2 separate regions of the Mus musculus genome follow, and region 1 is linked to region 2. Evidence: chromatin contacts called from public Hi-C data. All regions are on one chromosome and are shown on one strand. Each heading gives the region's core, a stretch centred on a gene start, on an enhancer-like site or on the middle of the called end of the contact. The rest is flanking DNA. Distances are from core to core; before and after follow the strand shown.

Region 1 (4,113 bases), core at 1,396-3,895, 490 kb after region 2:
CCTCAACATTAGCATATTAAGAGAACTATCCTTAAAAGGCTCTTTCAGAAAAACTAGAATTCTGGTCTTATAAATGACCAGAAGCACATTATCACCCTATGCATTTCTTCATTTATTTGTTTGCGGACACGGTTTGCAAACTGGCCTGTTGATGTCCCTGGTGTTAAAGAACTAAAGCACAGAATACATGACAGGCTTTGGGGGGCGGGGGTGAGGTGGGGTGTGGGTGGGATGGCAACCGGTTGTGGGAACACTGCCTTGGGCATTTCCTCTGGTGATTTTCCGCTCTGTTACAGGGGAACCAAAGTGGGAGGTGAACCACCTGCAAATCTTCCCCCGAATTGTTATCTATGGCATGGAAGCTAAGAACACCAAGGCAGGAAACATCTGCCAGCCTGGAGGCCGGAAATGGTAGCAGCTGGGAGCGCGCAGGATGCTGCCTCTGCACGGGGACCTAGTCCTCGGCCTCGGGCGACCTCGCACTTGCCCAGCAACTGGACACCAGTCATTCTGCCTAAAGCCTTGCCAGAGCGTCCTCAGGAGTTCCAGATCCCTATGCAGAGGCCAGGGGCTGATACTGAAAACTACAAAAGCTAAAATGGCTGGTCTGCGACTTCTTCAAATTTTAAAACTCAGCCGGATGCAATCGCTTCCGAGTCATCCTCAGTCTCCAGTCGCCTTTGCCTGAGCCTGCGACCCTGGAACAAAGCACGCGCGGCTGGTGAGCACTCAGGCCACCCTCGCCTCTACTTGGGCGTAGCTTCAGGGAACTGAGAATGCACCTAGCTTCTGTTCCCCGCCTTCCTCATCCCTGCTCTGCCGGCGATCAGGTTGAGGTTTGTATCTGGTAGGCATCCCCATCAACAGCCTCATCCCCCGCTGCCCGCATTCTCAGCCCTTCGGGGTCTCCATTCTCTTAGCATCCCTTCCATGCCCGCTCACACAAGCCAGTCAGGGCCTGCGTCAGTCTCGTGCCCGCGCCCCTCGGGTGGGCATTATGTAACAGCCCCGGGCCCAACTCCTCAACCATTGCAATAACTTGTCCCGTGCAATAGGACGACGTGGGGCTTGCGGGGACTGTAGGTCGAAGCTGCCCTGCCAGGCTACCGGACTAAGGCATGAGATCTATCCAACAGTCCCACAGCGCGCCCTGGGGAACAGCGTGTTCTCTTTTGGTAGAGTGCCAATAGGCGCGCAAGAGGGAGGGGGTTGGGAGATCCTCTTTAGAGGCGCCAGAATCAAGCAAGAACCCCCTGAATTCGAAAGAACAGTCCAAGTCCAACCCCTACCCCAGATTCTAGGGTGCACATACTGCGCATACTGTTCAGTGCCTTTTGTCCCCACTTCACTGCCCGCCGGTCAGTGGGGGTCCCAAAGATTACAGCCACCTTCTCGCTGTACCTTCACACGCACGCGCGTGTTCAGTCACTCCCACCCACACATGACAAGCCAGCAACACACACACACACACACACACACACACACACACACACACACACACACACACACAGGCACACCATCCTTCACTGGCATTCACAGGCTTGCTTTCCCTGTGTCCCTGTGCAGCACTGGAAAGATATGAATATTCATTACTTACAAGCATTGGTGACTGCGAAACTGTTGGCTACCTCCAAATTGTCGATATGGGGTGTCAGTCTGAACTCCGAAGTGGAAAACTGAACCATCCCTACCCGAAATGCACTGTATTCTTGATCAGCGCCCCTTGGAAATAGCCCCCCTGCAAAAATAAACAGCAAGCAAGAGAACGATGTCAGAGCCCTGGAGAGATAAGAGTGGGATGCTAGCACCCAACAGCCCCAGAGTCTCTTATTCACACTACCCGCTATAATAAACGTAATCAGTGAGTTGGGCAGCAAGGATCCAAAAGGTGCTCAACGGATCCAAGGCAAGGGGGAGAGTCTAAAGACCAAAAAGATTCTCCCTTTTAATCTTGAGCTTTGCGATCATTTCCCTGAAAATCTGAGCACACTAGGAGATGCCTTCAAGGCAGAAGTAACGCAGTACCCGGTCAGAAATGAACAGATCCTTTCCCCTCTATTGTGTCAAAAGGCATAGTCATTTCTTTTTGCTTCAGCCTAAGAAAATCATGTATATTCTAGGTAGTTTCAATCTGGAATGCAGTCAAGGTATGACATAAGTCTACATGACATGAATTAATTTGCACACTGTGAACAAAGATTACCACCAAATTATGCACAATTCAAAGGCATAACACAAAAGGTACCTACCTATCTGTATGCTGTTAGAAGAGACACCAAAAATCAGTCCCCATAAAACAGGAGAAAGGAGGACAGAAATATGCATAATCTTTTGCATTTCCAAGAAAAGTAGAGCATCCACAAAATATCCCCTCGTTTCCCTTTCCTCCTTTTCCTTCTTTGACCGTTTTCCTCAGCAAATTAGATCCTCTGCATTTTGAGGTCGAAATTTAGCAAGGAGCTGCTAAAACCACGAAGTGAAGGCAGAAGAATCCTTATCTCCCAGGTTTAGCTGGTGGCTGTTGATGCCTGCGTCCTGTCCCTGCTCCTGAAGTCCGAGGACTGGCTGAATGCAGTTTTTAGCTGAGCTGCTGCTGTGGTCCCGGTGTCTGGGAATATCAGCACCCTCCCGTGCACTCACACAATCACCCTCTCTCGAGCTCTCTTCTCCCTCTCTCCTCTCTCACACGCGCGCGCACACACATACACACACATACACACACACACACGCACACACACAGGAAAGTCACAGAGAGGGGCAGGCAGTCCCGGGCGCGCGTGCGCGACTCGAGGCAGGCGGCGAGCTCGCGCACCCACCCCTCCCCCGCACAGCGCCCCGCACCCCGCACAGCCCTGGCAGCTTCTGCGCGGTGCCGAGAAAGCGCGGCTCAGAGCCGGGCAGCCTGGTGCCTCTTAGAGACCTCCAGTCTTGCGCATTCGATTTTAGCACCGCGGACAGCGCTTTGGTCCCTGCTATGGGCTGAGGTTGCAGGGTTTACTGTAGCTGCAGAGATGTTCCAGCCAGATCCAAATGCTGCAAAACTGATTTCCGGTTGCTATGCCTAGGAAGCCGAACTGCTAATTGCTGTTGGCGGCGAAGCTTTCTTCCGTAGGGCCCTGTTTTACATTGAGCACAACGAATATGATTTGATTGTCTCAAAATCCACTTAGCAGTATCCACACACTGCCTTCTGCCTCAGCTGACCCAGATAAAAAGCAAACAAAATACTCCCTGAAGGGACAACTCCCAAAATCGTGAACTTTAGCTTCCTATAATGCAAGCATAATCTCAGGGAAACCCAAAATTCTATCCTTAACTATAAAAGGATGCCAAGACCCGGGTAACTCGATCAAACCTTTGAAAGACTTCGTGTAGGAATCCATCTTTAGAGTATGCCCCTTTGGATAGTGGTTCGATTGTTCAAGCCACATTGCCTGTGGATTGCTCTTGTACTACAGTGCAGACTCCCCCCTGCTGTAGAGTCATGTAGACTTGGCTCTTAGATGTCCGTTTTGTATAGAGATTGAAAGAACCGTAGGTTTCTGCGGGGGGGGGGGGGGGGGTAGTAGTCTAGAATGGATGTATCACTCTTAGTTACAAACCAGATACCCCATTACATTATGGCCTTAAGTTTCAAAAATAATCACTGCCTCAAGGAAGTAGGTTACCTCATTACACCGAGCCTGCTTGGGTATCTGGATTGTAACGAATACATTAAAAATTAAAGTTTGTGAGAAGGGGCTTGGTAAAGCATAGCGATGATTGTATATGCCTGTGAAATCTATGTTCAAAACTCCACTTCATGCCAAGCCATCTCTATATACCTGCGTGGCAAGTCTCTCTGCAGCCTCAGAAATTCTTTACCAAATTGTATGTGTTTTGTTTTAAACAGAGAAATGAAAGAGGTCTCATTTCAGAGATCTGTTGCCAGGAGCCAGGAGATTGAAGCTGACAGCATCAAAGGGAAAACTGGCTGATGGCCCAAAGTGCATGAAAGCACACCATAGTTAAACCTTATGGAGAAAATGTGACTTTAATATCACACATGGTTTTTAACCATCATAAATCATACTTTGCCTTAGTCACTGGGTCTAAAAGTCCCTATTTATTAAA
Region 2 (3,963 bases), core at 1,416-3,915:
GAAAGATATCATAAGAAGGTAGAGAGTACACTGATGGCATGACAGTCTTCTGTTTGCACATGCATTGGAGACATGTTCCTTTTTCCAAAGCCCGCCTGACTACCAAACATGGCCAAAGTCAGGATTGTGGGATTGGTCCTGTAAGAGGAACAGCCAATATTCTGACCATCCTCTTCACTATGGTCCAAAGGTAGCTGATGGGATCTTTCAAACTTAAATTCAAGCCCCATGTCAGCAACATCATGATCTTTAAGGAGGATAATGCATGGAAAATGTTATCTGACACATAGAAACATAGTGTGCGTCATCATTATAGCTAAGGTCTGTTTAAAGATAATGGGAGTTTTGTTGGTCTTGTAGTGGGTTTTTTTTTTTTGTTATTGTTTGGTAAATGCTTTTTGTTTCTTTTTTTGTGCTACTGATATTTTTTAATTTAGATGAAAGAATTTAGATTGAAGATCCAAATGCTTCCAGAGACCTGATGGAAACTAGCAATACTCCCTTTTTCTTCATACTTTAGGAGGGGCAGAGAAAGGGTCAGGGAAAGAAGTAGCATACAGTTTCTTCCTTCCTCCCTTCCTTTCTTTTTCTGTAATAATAAAACCTCAAAATTCTAGTTAATTGATTATAGTTAATCTAATTAAAGTAGCATTCAACGGCAAACTTTTGCTTTAAAATTGAATAAGGATTTGCAAAGTTATTCATGTTTTTCTGTCTGTTAGCTTTAGAGAATCTTTAGAATCTAAATTTCTGTTTTCAGTACAAAACATTGCTCAAAGCACCTGACTAGTGATTCTCTTTACAGCCACAGTCACACAGTGGATCGTGCTTGGGGACTCTTATGGAAGAATGGGAGGACGGATTGCAGCCTCTAAGGGGATAAGAACTCCATGGGAAGAAAAACAGAGTCAACTAACCTGGACCATTGGGGTTCTTAGAGACCACCAACCAATGAACATACACAGACTGGACCTAGGACTTCCTGTATATATGTGACAGATATGAAGCCTGGTTTTCATGTGGGTCTGAAACAACTGAAGTGGGAACTGTTCCAAAGGGTGTTGCCTGTATGTGGAATATGTTCTTCTAGGTAAGCTGCCTTGTCTGGACTAAGTGGAAGAGAATGTGCTTAGCCTCACAAAAACTAGATGTGGGAGTGTAGGGGGAGGATACCCAGAGTGCCCCAACTTGGTCTGAGAAGGGGATGGGAGATAATGGGGGAAAGGATCTTGGAAAGGGGTGGCGAGAAAGGGGACAGTGAATGGGATGTAAAGCAAATAAGAAAAAAACCAAAAAACAAAAAACCAAAATCCCTAAGGATAGTGTTGACCTTCAAAAAATAATTCTCTAATTCTCCTACTAAAACAATATTGAAATATGATTTCAAAGGAGTATGTGATAAAGAGACCAGAGAGCTTATCTGGGTATTAGGTTAAGTACTTTAGAATTAATTTTTACATTTAGAAAATACTTCTGTATTGGTAAAATGATAACATTTCAGGAATCAATATTCATAAGACTTCCTTGAATTTGACTAACAAATGGCTAGACTATCTTTGAAATATTAAAGGTTACAGTAAATAAAGGTGAGGGGAGAACGTTTTAAATGACCAGAAAACATGATCCTTACATGTAAAATTCATAAGCAAATTTTTCATGAAATACCTGGCCTTTCTCTGTGCTGACATTTGGGGTTGAGTTTTGGCCTTGTTTCAGGGTCACTGGTTAAATGCCAGAGGTTTCACGCATCAAAGGCCAACAACTCTGGCTTCAATGAACACAGCGCTGTCAATTAAGCTTTCTGTGCTCCCCAGCCCCTTCCTGGACAGAGCAAAACTCCAATACACAAAAGTAAGTTAGAGGGCGCTTTTTAGGAAATTAGAAAATTATAGTGAGTATTTCAAAAATAAACTTGCTAGTACACATTCTCCACTTTAATAGTGACAAGATTCACACCTGTATAACTGTCATAATTTGAACCCTCACTGCTCAGTTCTCCAGTCTTCAAGAACCACCAAAGCTCAGGCTTCTCCTGGGATACTGTGAGGCAGGATGGTATTGCTTAACCTCTCTGTTACTTTGAAGCCTCTTCTAACAGCCATTGATTATCTCCTGGCACCGCAGCTTGAATGTGATCCACTTTCCAATCCCACAGTTGACCCCTATTTCCCTGGCAGCATCAAAGTTGCCTGATGTCAAGACGTGCATGTCTCCACGCTCCGGTGTGTTCTGTTCTCACCTTTCTTTCTCCCTTCCTCTTCACCCATGCTCCATTTTTCTATCACAATTCTATCAGCATGACTCACGGCTCTCTATTTTATCTATTCTATGTACCTTTGGGTATGAGAAACAAAGTGAGGTTGGAAATATCATCAATAGGGAAGCATGAAGAAGGGGAATTGCCTATCACACTCGCAGAACACATGGGGAGAAAGCAGAAGCAATCTCCTCAGCCAGTGGAGTGCGTAATCAGCACTCACTAAAACCTTGACTTCACTTGGCTTTCCAGTGCTGTGCAGTTGAGGGGTGTGCAAAACAGTTCCATTTCAATCCCTGCTTTCACTCCCAGGGGAAAAATAAATTCAGAAAACTCGGGTCCAACTCTCTAACATATATTTCTTATGAATACCAAATTGTGTGCTAGGATGTGGCCATGGAAACAGGAATACAGTGTGGCTTCAGACACATTAAAGTCAGAAAGATATATAAAGTACAAAGCACTCTATTGAATGCACTGAGGATTAAAAATAGGCAAGAAGAGAATCACTTATAAATTTATAAATGGAATGATTTATACATTTTCTTAGTATTTTTGTAGCATTTATGATAGTATAGGCAGGCACCCATATTTAAAGTGCCTTCTCCTAGATGGCCCACCTCATTCATTAGAAATTATAATGTTGTCAATGTGCCCTGTAGAAACAGTGCTTAAATAACAATAAAACAGATATGTACTCGATGCATTTTGTGCTGCATAGTACACAATGAAGGAAGGTAGATTTTGCATTTTGGATAGAAGTTTATTATAGAATTATACGCATAATGAAATTATAGAGCACACATTTGCTCCCAAGAGCAGAGAGTGAAAAGGAGACAGGTGAATGTGTGGAACTGATGACTTTATAGGGGCTCAGTGTAGAGGAATGAGAGTGTGAAGTTCCAGCCATTGATAGTGTGTGTGTGTGTGTGTGTGTGTGTGTGTGTGCTTAATCACAGGAGTCTCACCTAGTGTTCTTGGCGAGGGCAGGAAACCCTCTTACTTGCATGAAAATCAGTAACCATTCCTTCTTTGGTAGGCTTTCTCTCAGAGAAACTACTTAACCAGAGCCTAACCTGCTAAGAATTCAGAGCCTTGCTTTTGGGGAGTAAGAGAAGTGTCTATGTACTATAGCAGCCACCGGATTTTATGGAACAACTGGAAACACTCAGACTCTGGGAATGTTCCCAGCACAGAACCATAGACTCTTTGAATGAGTAAATACTAACTGGAATCTGAAGGCATCCCAAAGGCAAAATTGCTAAAGGCTTAGTCACCAGACTGTGGTGTTAGTGGGGGATAGAATATTATAGGAGGGTCAGGTCACTGGAGTGCTCCTTTGAAGGGGATTGTGGATACAAGCTCTTGTCCATTTCTCTCTTTGTTCCATGGTTATGATGTAGAGGGAAGATTTACTCTGTCACGTGCTTCCTGCTCTACCATAGGCTCAAAGCAATATGGCCAACTAACTTGCTCTGTGAGCTGTGCAACCACTAGTTATTTCATCTATTTCAAGTGGATTATATAAGATATTTTGTCACCTTCTTGAAAAGCCAACTCTCACAGTTCCTTATCTCCCTGTCTACACATGACTAGAAACATGTTTATAGAAGTTGCTTTCACACAATACTTGCTTTGAACTACCAAAAGATTGAAATCATTTGTAATATAGGAGAATTCGGACAAAAAACAAAAACCACTTGATT

Evidence for each region. A called contact is a pair of places that touch in the nucleus more often than the background predicts.
Region 1: a Hi-C map of embryonic fibroblasts shows a contact between it and region 2, with 2.9 times the contacts expected there. The contact joins the promoter of Gria2 here to the enhancer-like site in region 2. A contact is called at or near these places in 7 of 39 promoter capture datasets (the 3T3-L1 cell line, embryonic stem cells, hippocampal neurons and 3 more), 2 of 15 datasets of contacts at CTCF or cohesin (large pre-B cells and pro-B cells), 2 of 484 Hi-C or Micro-C datasets (adipose-derived mesenchymal stem cells and embryonic fibroblasts), 6 of 115 datasets of contacts at active chromatin or transcription factors (acute myeloid leukemia, embryonic forebrain, forebrain and 3 more) and 1 of 9 other capture datasets (pancreatic islet).

What each region holds. Positions count from the first base shown.
Region 1 is chr3:80,800,048-80,804,160 of GRCm38.p6, forward strand. Gria2 (glutamate receptor, ionotropic, AMPA2 (alpha 2)) reads right to left here and starts at 2,646. Exons shown (of 16, transcript NM_013540.4): 1 at 2,250-2,646; 2 at 1,598-1,738. The coding sequence starts at 2,337.
Region 2 is chr3:80,308,401-80,312,363 of GRCm38.p6, forward strand. No RefSeq gene overlaps it. Among named protein-coding and RNA genes, the nearest start is that of Gm36569, 420 kb to the left of the region's middle. Within about 2 kb of position 2,666, at least 25 of the 459 cell types and tissues checked have an H3K27ac peak or open chromatin away from gene starts, as enhancers often do. A contact at or near this core is called in adipose-derived mesenchymal stem cells and embryonic fibroblasts, where this site is marked.